2 separate regions of the Zea mays genome follow, and region 1 is linked to region 2. The links are chromatin contacts, called in public Hi-C maps. All regions are on one chromosome and are shown on one strand. Each heading gives the region's core, a stretch centred on a gene start, on an enhancer-like site or on the middle of the called end of the contact. The rest is flanking DNA. Distances are from core to core; before and after follow the strand shown.

Evidence for each region. A called contact is a pair of places that touch in the nucleus more often than the background predicts.
Region 1: a Hi-C map of ear shows a contact between it and region 2, with 3 times the contacts expected there. The contact joins the promoter of LOC100283582 here to the enhancer-like site in region 2. A contact is called at or near these places in 3 of 25 Hi-C or Micro-C datasets (ear, endosperm and tassel).

The regions. Positions count from the first base shown.
Region 1 is chr9:81,960,056-81,965,085 of Zm-B73-REFERENCE-NAM-5.0, reverse strand. LOC100283582 reads right to left here and starts at 1,875. Exons shown (of 2, transcript NM_001369294.1): 1 at 1,586-1,875. The coding sequence starts at 1,809.
Region 2 is chr9:81,742,738-81,747,793 of Zm-B73-REFERENCE-NAM-5.0, reverse strand. No RefSeq gene overlaps it. Among protein-coding and RNA genes, the nearest start is that of LOC100216929, 85 kb to the right of the region's middle. Within about 2 kb of position 2,788, at least 19 of the 20 cell types and tissues checked have an H3K27ac peak or open chromatin away from gene starts, as enhancers often do. A contact at or near this core is called in ear and tassel, where this site is marked.

The DNA of each region.
Region 1 (5,030 bases), core at 626-3,125, 220 kb before region 2:
TTGTCACTAGTTGAGCTAGCATCTCAGCTCGATTTGTTAACGAGCTAGCTCGTTAGCTCGAATGAGCTAGCATTTGTCAGCAAAACAAGCCTCCACTTGTGTTGGCTTGATTTCTAGCCCTAGTTCTTCCATGATCACAAGTGTCAAATCACTTCGATGTACTTTGCATGGACTCCTCATTTGTGCTAATTAGTTTTTGTTGCATTAACAAAATGCCACCAAAATTGCTCTACAAAGTTGTCTAGACTTCTTACACAGAACCCACCTGCCCCTTAGAATCCCCATCACACCCAAGCTTGAAAAATCTAGTTCCATGGCACATAAATACAACAAAAACCTAGAAAGGTGCTCAGACATTATTGTAAAGTCCATTAGTTTAAGCAATTAGTATATCTTTGTTTTGCCTTAATCAATTCAGCCATTCTTCAAAGATTAGGTGTTATTTTGGCAGCCTTTTCTATTGGAGTTTTGTCTTAAATAATTATGTCACTAACAAGCACTAGTTAATACAAATTGTGGCAGGTCATTTCCTTAACACTCTTGAAGAAGAAAATTTATCGATAATACAAGGTGCTGGTGCATCACATCTTGAAGCATCATTTTTTGTAAACAATTGAGACAGTAATATAGATGACATGGATACATGATCAGCATATAAAACAAAGAATCACTGCAAGTATGTAAACAAATGACAAAAAATCCCAATCACAATGATTGGTCCCAATCATAGACATGTCCATCTAAATAACTGGCAGAACAAGCTAACAAGAAGTTTACAAAATGGTGGAATGAAGAAAAGAAAAATGGAGTGAAGACTCTTCACTCCTCAGAAATTCAGTGCAGTAGAACAAGACGAATAGCCAAACTTATGGGCTAAGTGTAAGAGTGCAAAAATCAATTTCATAAGCATCAGTTCTAATTTGAGGTGACCATGTTCGATAAACCTGTTTTTGACATAAATACCTATTTATAGCAGGGTCCAAGACGATTAAATTTTAGAAAACAATAAGTGTACAAAATATAGCTATATATTGCATTGTGTGCATTTTACGGTTTTGACTACTAAATTAACTGAACTGGGCAGGAAGTCTGCATGCAAACAAGAGAAAGGAAAAATGGCCGATCTGCTCCTCCCAGGCTAAATGATCAACGTGAGTCAAAACAAAGAAACCTACTAACCTTCAGAAAGTCTTATTCAGTCCACGCCACCTGCTGCACTGCTGCGTACTCGAAACCAAGCTCCAGGCAGTATAAAAAAACGTTTGTGCAATAGAAGAATATCCTATCATCGTCATCCTACAACTCTAGTCAACAATAGGATGCCTGCATGCTGATTCGCGTGTTCCAGTATCGGATCCTGAAATGAAAATGCACCAAACCCTACAAATGGTAATCAACAGCAGCACGCAACGCAATTCGGCAGCGAGATCCAAAGCGAGAGCCCAATCTTAACGGTGACAACGAGGATACGCACGCTAGCAGCAGCCGAACCGAGACGCAAATCAGATCTACTACCAGCTGCCGCGGCAGCGGCGGGGAGAGAAGAGAGGCGAGACGAGCTGGAGCGAGCTGAAACGAAACGTACCGTTCCTGGCCGGCGGTGTCCCAAATCTGGGCCTTGACGACCTTGCCGTCGACCTGGAGAGAGCGGGTGGCGAACTCGACGCCGATGGTGGACTTGGACTCGAGGCTGAACTCGTTGCGCGTGAAGCGTGAGAGCAAGTTGGACTTGCCGACGCCGGAGTCGCCGATCAGGACCACCTTGAAGAGGTAATCGTAATCGTCCTCGGCCCGGTAGCCTGCCGCCATTGCTACGCGCCCCTCCGGGGCCCTCTGCCCTTGTCGTGGCGATCTGGTTTTGGGGCGAGAGAGAGCAGTGGGGGGGGGGGGGGGGGGGGGGGGGGGGGGGGGGGGAAGGAAGAGGAGGGGAAAACAGGAAAGGAAGGGGGACACGGCCGCACGGGAACGACAGCAAGCGCGGCGGGTGGGGGATTTTGGTTAGTTTGGTTTCCGTTTTCACCGCGTGGGCCGCGGCACTGTGGCAATGATAGCAGTAACCGAGCCGACGCGACGGCTTAAAAAAATGGAAAACGCGTTCTTGCTCTAGCTGGAAAAAAATCAGGTAGCTCTCAGCTGCAGACGGGTTTAGTGAACAGGAAAATGAAAGATATCCAATCCCCTGCTATTTAAATAGTAAGAGGATTCTTTCCCATAGATTTTCTTTACATCTCGTTTGAATCCTTAGAATTGCATTCTATTTTAATAATAATAATTTAGGCATATATCAATTAAGCTAATTTGATTTTATACAAAATATATTTATATACTATTATTAGCAAGATGCCAGATATATTTATGTAATACATTTTTACTATAGAAATGTGAATCAAAGAGCGTCATATAAGTTGCAGAGTAGAAACAAATTCTACTGTACATAAAATCATTTCTCATCCTCTACCTCATGAATTTGATATAGGCTTATATACGAACTTTAGAAAGTGGTGGAATGTCAAATTCCAAGCTAAGTAGGTTACTTTATTAAGTAAATTCCAATTTCTCCAAAATGAATGGATCCAAACGCCCTGTTATTTCTTTCTTTGTCCATTAAATCAGCTCTAAAAGTGACTAAACTAAACTGATATAGTATATGAGCTCCTTCTATATACATTGTGTACATTTAAAACTTTAATAAAGACTTTAGTGGGGCTCTATGGACTCCACAATGGTAGGGGAGGCTCATGCCATGCCCGCCCCACCGTTGTCTCCGTCTCTGTTGCCCCCACTCTTGTGTTTGAGAGTTGTGGCGAAATCCCTCCATGAATGAGGCAATTTAGCAATAATGCCACAAACTTATCGAATAGGTTGATCTTTAGCTGATCAAGCTCGTTTGTCATGCATTGTATCTCATGAAACTGCTCGACTACAGATTTTCAATCAGTCATCTTGTAGTCATGATACTGCTCCATGATGTACAGTCGCTCCAACATTTGTGTTGTCATATTCGGCTTCTATAACGTTCTATAACTCTTTAGCGTTTGTATAATGTTGGGGATCTTCTTCTCCGCCGAAGGTCCTCAAGGCAACATCTTCGGCAAAGTGATACAGAGGTCCTCTTTTCATCTATTGAAGGTTCTTAAGACGAAGTCCTTGCGTAGAAGCAATATTGCCAAATGCCAAAGCTACCATCAGCTTCGGTTCAAGTCAAGCAGAAGAAGAAAAGACCAGATAGACCTTAGTATTTTAGGATGTCTGTAGATAAATGTTAAGGGTCATGAATGTAATTTTACCGGGCAGCGTCTCGTGCCTATAAATAGGTGAACAGTAATACCGTACTGTTCACGCTAGATGGTAATCACTCTCTCGCGTCTTCACCTTCGAGCAAGCTGAAGGTATCAATGTAATATTAATACTATTAATATTCATACATGTTTTATGAAATGCAAATATGTATGAATTAATGATATGCAGTTACTGTCTTCATCCTTTTGCATTCACATTTACATATTAAATAATGAAGGTATGTCCTTCTTGACCTTCGTCAGATGAGCATTATACTCATATGGAAATAATGTTTCGGAAGACGAAGGTCCATAATAATTAACAATTGTGTTGCCTTGTTCTTGATCTACAACATTTGAGAACAAGTGACCAACATTGGCGCCCAACTCCGGTGAACTCACTCCCACGACTGCGACAAATGGCTTCGCAAGGCAACCAAGCTGTGGCACCTTTGGCCACGAAGCTGGTGCTCCCGATCACATGCGGCTCAAGTTCTGAACCAGCCAACAAGAAGTAGAAGAAGGAAGCACAGAGAAGGGTACACCATGTTGGAATCCAAGGACCCTTCATCAAGTCCAAGTGGTCTCATATACCAATCACCTTCTCCCAGGAGGACCTTCAGCTCAAGGATTATCCTCACAATGATGCATTGGTTATATCTTGTGTCATCAAGGGGTTTCTGGTTCACAATGTCCTTGTAGACACAAGCAGTGCAGCAGATATCATCTTTGCAAAAGCTTTCAGGCAGATGCAGGGGCAGGATGACAAGATACATGATGCAACACACCCCCTCTGTGGCTTCAGAGAAAGGCAGATAGTGGCACTTGGCAAGATAACTATGCTGATTACCTTCGGTTATGTTCATAATACAAGAACAGAACAAGCTGTCTTTGATATTGTTGATATGGAGTATCCTTACAATGCAATCATTGGGCGAGGAACATTAAATGCTTTCAAAGCAATACTTCATCCAACATATCTATGCATGAAGATACCATCAGACCAAGGTCCCATAGCTGTCCATGGGAGTCAAGAGGCTGCTAGAAGGGCCGAAGGGAACTGGACAGATTTGAAGGCTATTCATAACATAGATGAAGCCGAAGCTCATCAGCAGTACAAGCACAAAAGAGATAAGGCTGTCTTAGCAGACCAACCAAAGCCCATGCTCCTATGTAGAGATGGTCAAACGGGCCGCCCGATCCGGCCCGGCCCGGGCCCGGTGAAGCCCGGCCAAAAACCGGGCCAGGCCTGCTAAGCCAGCGGGCTTAATTTTCTGTCCAAGCCCGGCCCGCAGCGGGCCTAAACGGGTCGGGCCGACCCGTTTAGCACGAAAAAACGGGCCAAAAAGCGGGCTAAACGGGCCGGTAAGCACGTTTTAGTGTAAAAAAACGGGCTTGACGGGCTTAGAGATAAACGGGCCGTGCCGGGCTAGCCCGTCGTGCCTAGTTTCCTGTCCAAGCCCGCCCGTTTATTCTACCGTGCCGGGCTCGGACCGGGCCCAAAATGCGGGCTTCGTGCCGGGCTCACGGGTCTCGTGCTTTTTGGCCATCTATACTCCTATGTGAGGACATTTTAACATCCAAGTGTTACCTAGGGTTTCTTCTTAGTACCCAACTGGTGACCATTATCACATGTACATCAAATTGAGCAAAAGACACCAACATTTAGGAGAAAAAGTTTAATTAAGTCTTTTTCATCTCAAGGATCATACCTTAACACATGTCATGCACCTCAAAGTGAGAAAAATGCAC
Region 2 (5,056 bases), core at 1,539-4,038:
GAGACAATCTTCTCGTCCCTGACGCCCGAGATCTGCGTATCCTTGGCGTACAGAGGAAGTTTCTTGTAGGAGGGATGTTGAGTACAGTGTGCTGCCTGGCATGGTCGTACTGTTCACCAGCAAACCTAGCAGGCGCGCCGCCTGCTGGATGACCTTGACACCGCCTGCCAGCGGATGGGATGGGACACATTAAATGCTGAGAGGGCACGTCGCCCCTCAGTGCGGTGGCAGGCGGCACGTCCTTTCTTCAATAAATGCAGGGGCTGCACGACCTCACGTCAGGTTCGGCCCGATAACTTATGTCATGGGCCACAAGTAGCGGGTCTCCGCCTGAGCAGGACGTGAAGGGCAAGGCCCAGACATGTGTCAGCATCGGACCCTTGCTCATACCAGGGTTCTCCTCGTTCTGGGACCCTGCTAGGTTTCGGACCTCCCGGGGGTTCCGGACTTATATGTATAGGGGTCCGGTGTCCCTCTGTGGGAGCCCGGACTTACTGAGATGTGTTGTCTCTCTTTGCCACGTGGCGCCCTTTGGTCTGCCCATGCGGTGAGGTCAGGCATCGTTCCCTGCGTGGCTAGGGAACATCGCATGGGTGCGGCGTCTTCATGCTGTAGAAGAGGGTACCCCTGATTTAGGGTACCGACAGTAGTCTTCCACTAGCTTTCCTAATTAGTCAGCCAAGGGCGTCTCATTCTACCCTTGTGGTGGCACGTGTTTCTCAAGTTAAGCTCCATGTTCCAATTAAAGATAATGATATTGACATGAACATAAAAATAACAACATAATTAGAACATGGATATAATGAAATATTAACCCAAAACCATATAATGCAATAGCATAACTACCCAGGTGAATCAGGGATAAACAAGGTAAACAGGATAAACAGACTAGGGTGACCTATTGGGTCCCATCAAAATTAAACCTATGCATTGAATAATGATAATAAAGAATATTATTGGGTAACAAAAGTGGATCAAGGACACAACTTGCCTGGCACTTGAGATTCCAGTTACCAGGGTGATTCTTCAGATCCTCGTGACCGCACTGCTAGTTGTAGCAATACAAACAGACATGGTATAGAAAAAAATTAACATCACACCAAACATAAGAACATACTACATAATAATGATCTACACGTTGCTACGAGATCGTGGGAACGAGAACCACTAAAATCAGAGTTACGGTTAAGGATTTATGATTTTATAAAAGATTTATATGATTAAAATATTAAACTATATCATAAATTGGTTAATATAAATCATATGAGAGGTTATTCTCTAAATAACTATCTACACTTTAATCCAAATTATAAATTGATCTTAGATCATATTTTAGTATATTACAATGGTAAGTAGATTAACAAGACTAACCAACATAGGTTAAATAAAGACCTAATTATAAAAGAATGAGACATGGTATAATAAGTGTTGTTATTGCATAGTAAATATTTATACGAGACTAACGCAACTTGAACGGATCAAATCGGAGTTAAAACGGATGAGTTATGAATTTCTAAGGATTTTATGTGTTTGATATAAGATTAAATAGGATATTAATTTTAATGTAACTTTCATGTCAAAACAGTGGCACTAATAGATAAACAATAATTTTATAAAATTATAGAAACTGAAATGGGTCAATTTGAACTTAATATGAATTTTCTAGGGATTAAACAAGTTATTGGAATTAATTTTGTATTATAAATCTTTTTCTAGATGTATTTCTCTGTTTTATAATTTATCTGGACTGCGCACCAAAATCAGAGAAGTATAGGGGCTATACTATAAAACTTCAGCAGACTCAGGCTACCACCGAGATGGACGGCGGGTTTATTCTGTAATTCATCAGGAGTTCTTATGTAAAACTACGTAGCCGAAGGGGTATCGTTGCGTCACAGCCATCAGATCTAACATTGCGGCCCAGATTAGATCCACTTCATAACGAACCGCTACGACCTAATGTCCATCGGATCAAAACTCAACTGTCAGATTTTAATGGATCCAGATCTAATATCCGTTTGATCTCAGTCAATGGCTCAGATCAATCCTCCCAACGGGTATGCCAGGGATCTGATCACCGTCGCACACCCCACATCCCACGGCTCACACGGCTTCAAATCGCAGCCATCCACCAGAAAATCGACAGCCCACCGCTTTCTCTCCCATCTCACTGCCGCACGCGGCGGCGCCGCCCCGCACCACGGCGGACGTTCACCGGCGCCCAGTTAATCCGCACTCCCCCTGACAATTACTTGACCCGAAATGGTCCTACCCCTAGAGGCGACCCAGGCGAATGCATAGGCGACAATCATACCTCGGATTATGGTGACGGACGCGCGGTTCATGGCGCAAGGCGGAGAAACGTGCCCCCGCGGGATCTCTTGTCGCCGACGAGCAATCCAGAGGGCCAACACCACCGCCTGCGCCCGATGAGGTCCCCAGCAACCCCAAGCGCGCCCCGGCGAAGGCCTCGGATCCAAAATCGTGTGCCTGACTCTGGTGGTCCGGGATTCCCCCAACGGCGGAGGTTATCCTCCCCGGATGTGGCGATAGCGCCAAGCGCGTTCCTCGGTTTTGGTGATGTAGGGACTTTTGGCTCGGATGATGGAGGTGAGGTACGTCTGGTGGGAGCATTTTTCTTATACCCCAAGGGTCGAGCTCGTCCCGAAGCTGGTCAACGGATCCTGGCGAGATCGCACCAGACCGCGCTTCTTCAGCGAGCTTGTTGATGAAGCTGAGCAGATGGGCCCACCTGTCGGTGAAAGGGTAACGGTTCCTATGCGCGCGCGGCATGAGCACAGTTCCGGCAAGTGGGTCCCGCGAGCCAGTGAGACGGTGAGAGCAGCGCGGGCGAGTGGGCCAAAATGGTCACATCCAGCCAATTAGCCAGTTTCCTTTTCTGTTTTTTTTTATTTTTTTCTTTTCTTTCCCTTTTAATTCATTTCCAATTTCTAATTCAAATTTGTTGTGAATTTTAATCTCGTGATCAAATGTTCAATCAAAAAATGATAGCATGGATGCAATTATTTTAAATATATTCCCTTATTAATATATTTAGTCAAATGTTGCAAAATTGAATCATATAACATTTCTTATAGTATTTTTTTGGATGTGTGATACACTTGTGAGTTAATTTCAACTTAGGGTCAAAATTTACCATCAAGATATCTAGCATGATGCAACTTTATTTAACTATTTATTTATTGTTTTATTTATTCAAATAAATGTTCTTTAATATACATTGCACCCTTTGGAGGTTTTTATTTTAAGAACTAATCTTTATTATGATTTATTTTAACTATCATTATCTTATTATGAGCATTTACCTTTAAAAGGGTGAGTTATAAAGTCTAATTATTTATTAAGGGTACTTTGCTCAGATTTCTTCTACCAAATTTTGGGCTTTACAATTGGGTCCTAGGGAGCCTCGTTCTAGGCCTTCCCCATGGACCCATGGTGCCTTCACAGCTGCCTCTCAGAGTCGTGATGCAGGAAGCTAGAATCCTTCATGTCTTTTGATGTCTTTGTTGCCGAGACTACAGCTTGTTCTAGGTGAAGTCGTTGATAGTAGCCCTCGGGGACCTTGACGCCTTTGAAGGCGTTAAACCCCGGTCTTCATGTCTCAGCGAGGGGAGCCTTTGTACTCCACACCGTCCAGACGAAGCCCCTACGATCCTGGAGTCATCATCTTCCACTCGCCACCATCCGCGAACGACGCAATCTTCGCTCCTACATGAGTGGTGCATGACTCCTGCATTCGCAGATAGAGTTAGACGCGTGGTTCTCGGGGGTGATCGAGGTCTAGTTTGGCTTTCGTCCCAACAAAATCGATGAAAAACTGTACTAATATTTGGTATAATTGCAATGGTAATCACTTTTTCTTCAAACAGTAGACACTCCCTTTCTTTAAAAAAAAGACGTGACACAGTTCGACAAAACCGGATCTCCGTAAAACGTGGTCTGGCGAGCTCAACCAATCAACAATTCAGCCAGGCTTGCTAGAAGACCTAGCCAGGTTAAATTCTGGCCACGCTATTCTATTAAACAGGCACTATCTGTCCAGCTCGATCGATTCTTATATCAGGTCGTTGGATAGCGTGCTCCCTACGAGTGCAGACTGTTTAAAACGGCGCTACTCTCCCCATCAAGCAAATCTCATACACTCAGATTCAGAACAGAGCGCACACAGCACAGATCTGGTGTGCGCTCTTCTTCATTTTTTGCTCCGTGGTTGCGAGATGCGAACTGAGAATCAGAAGGCGAGTTCCTCTGCCTGTTCTTCTTTCTAGCGCACTCGCAAAAGGGAAACGATGGCACTTGCCCCAGCGTTCAAAAAAGTTACCACAGACAGCAGCACAAGTTTACCACCGTTCCGGCTGCTTTGGTGGCTACTAGGCATAGCCAAAGTAGACCACCGTGAAGTGGTGGTTTCCAAGGCAAAGAATGAAGCAACCACTGCGCTGCAGGCAAACAACAGTCACAGGAGTCGCCAAAGCCCCATCGCCCCTTCCCGGCCGGTCGTCCAAAAGCCAAAAAAACGACGTTTCAGAGATGCGGCCACCCCCCTCCCTCACTGGCGCCGGCATGAAAAGACGTTCGCGCCAACATGCGGCGGGGCGGCAGTCACACAAGGCGAATAAGACAGGCAGTAAACGCAGAGGCTCCCCGAGACAGATCCTTCTCCCCACAAATCCCGAGGCGGCCAACATGGCTTGCCTGCGGGCTGTGGCCGCGCGTGGCTAGCCTGTACTAGCCGCTAGCTGTGTGGCACAGCGACGGTACGTGACCGCGCCCGCTGGCTGGTGGTCCGCTGGTGTCTGCCGCCGCGGCCGGGTCAGGAGTGACCAGGGCTCCGTCACGCAACGCAACGAAATGCACGCAGGTGGCCTGGCCTCGCCTCGCGCGAGCGCGCTTTTCCGCCACCGGGCCGCCAAAGTCCGTGCCCGCGCGTCGCTCCCGGCGTCTGTGCATGCGCTGGTATCGCCTTTTTCTTTCTCCTCCTCGATGTGGAGAGCCCGTGCCGATGCCGCGCGCCGCGTGTGTGCGCGCCAGGCTT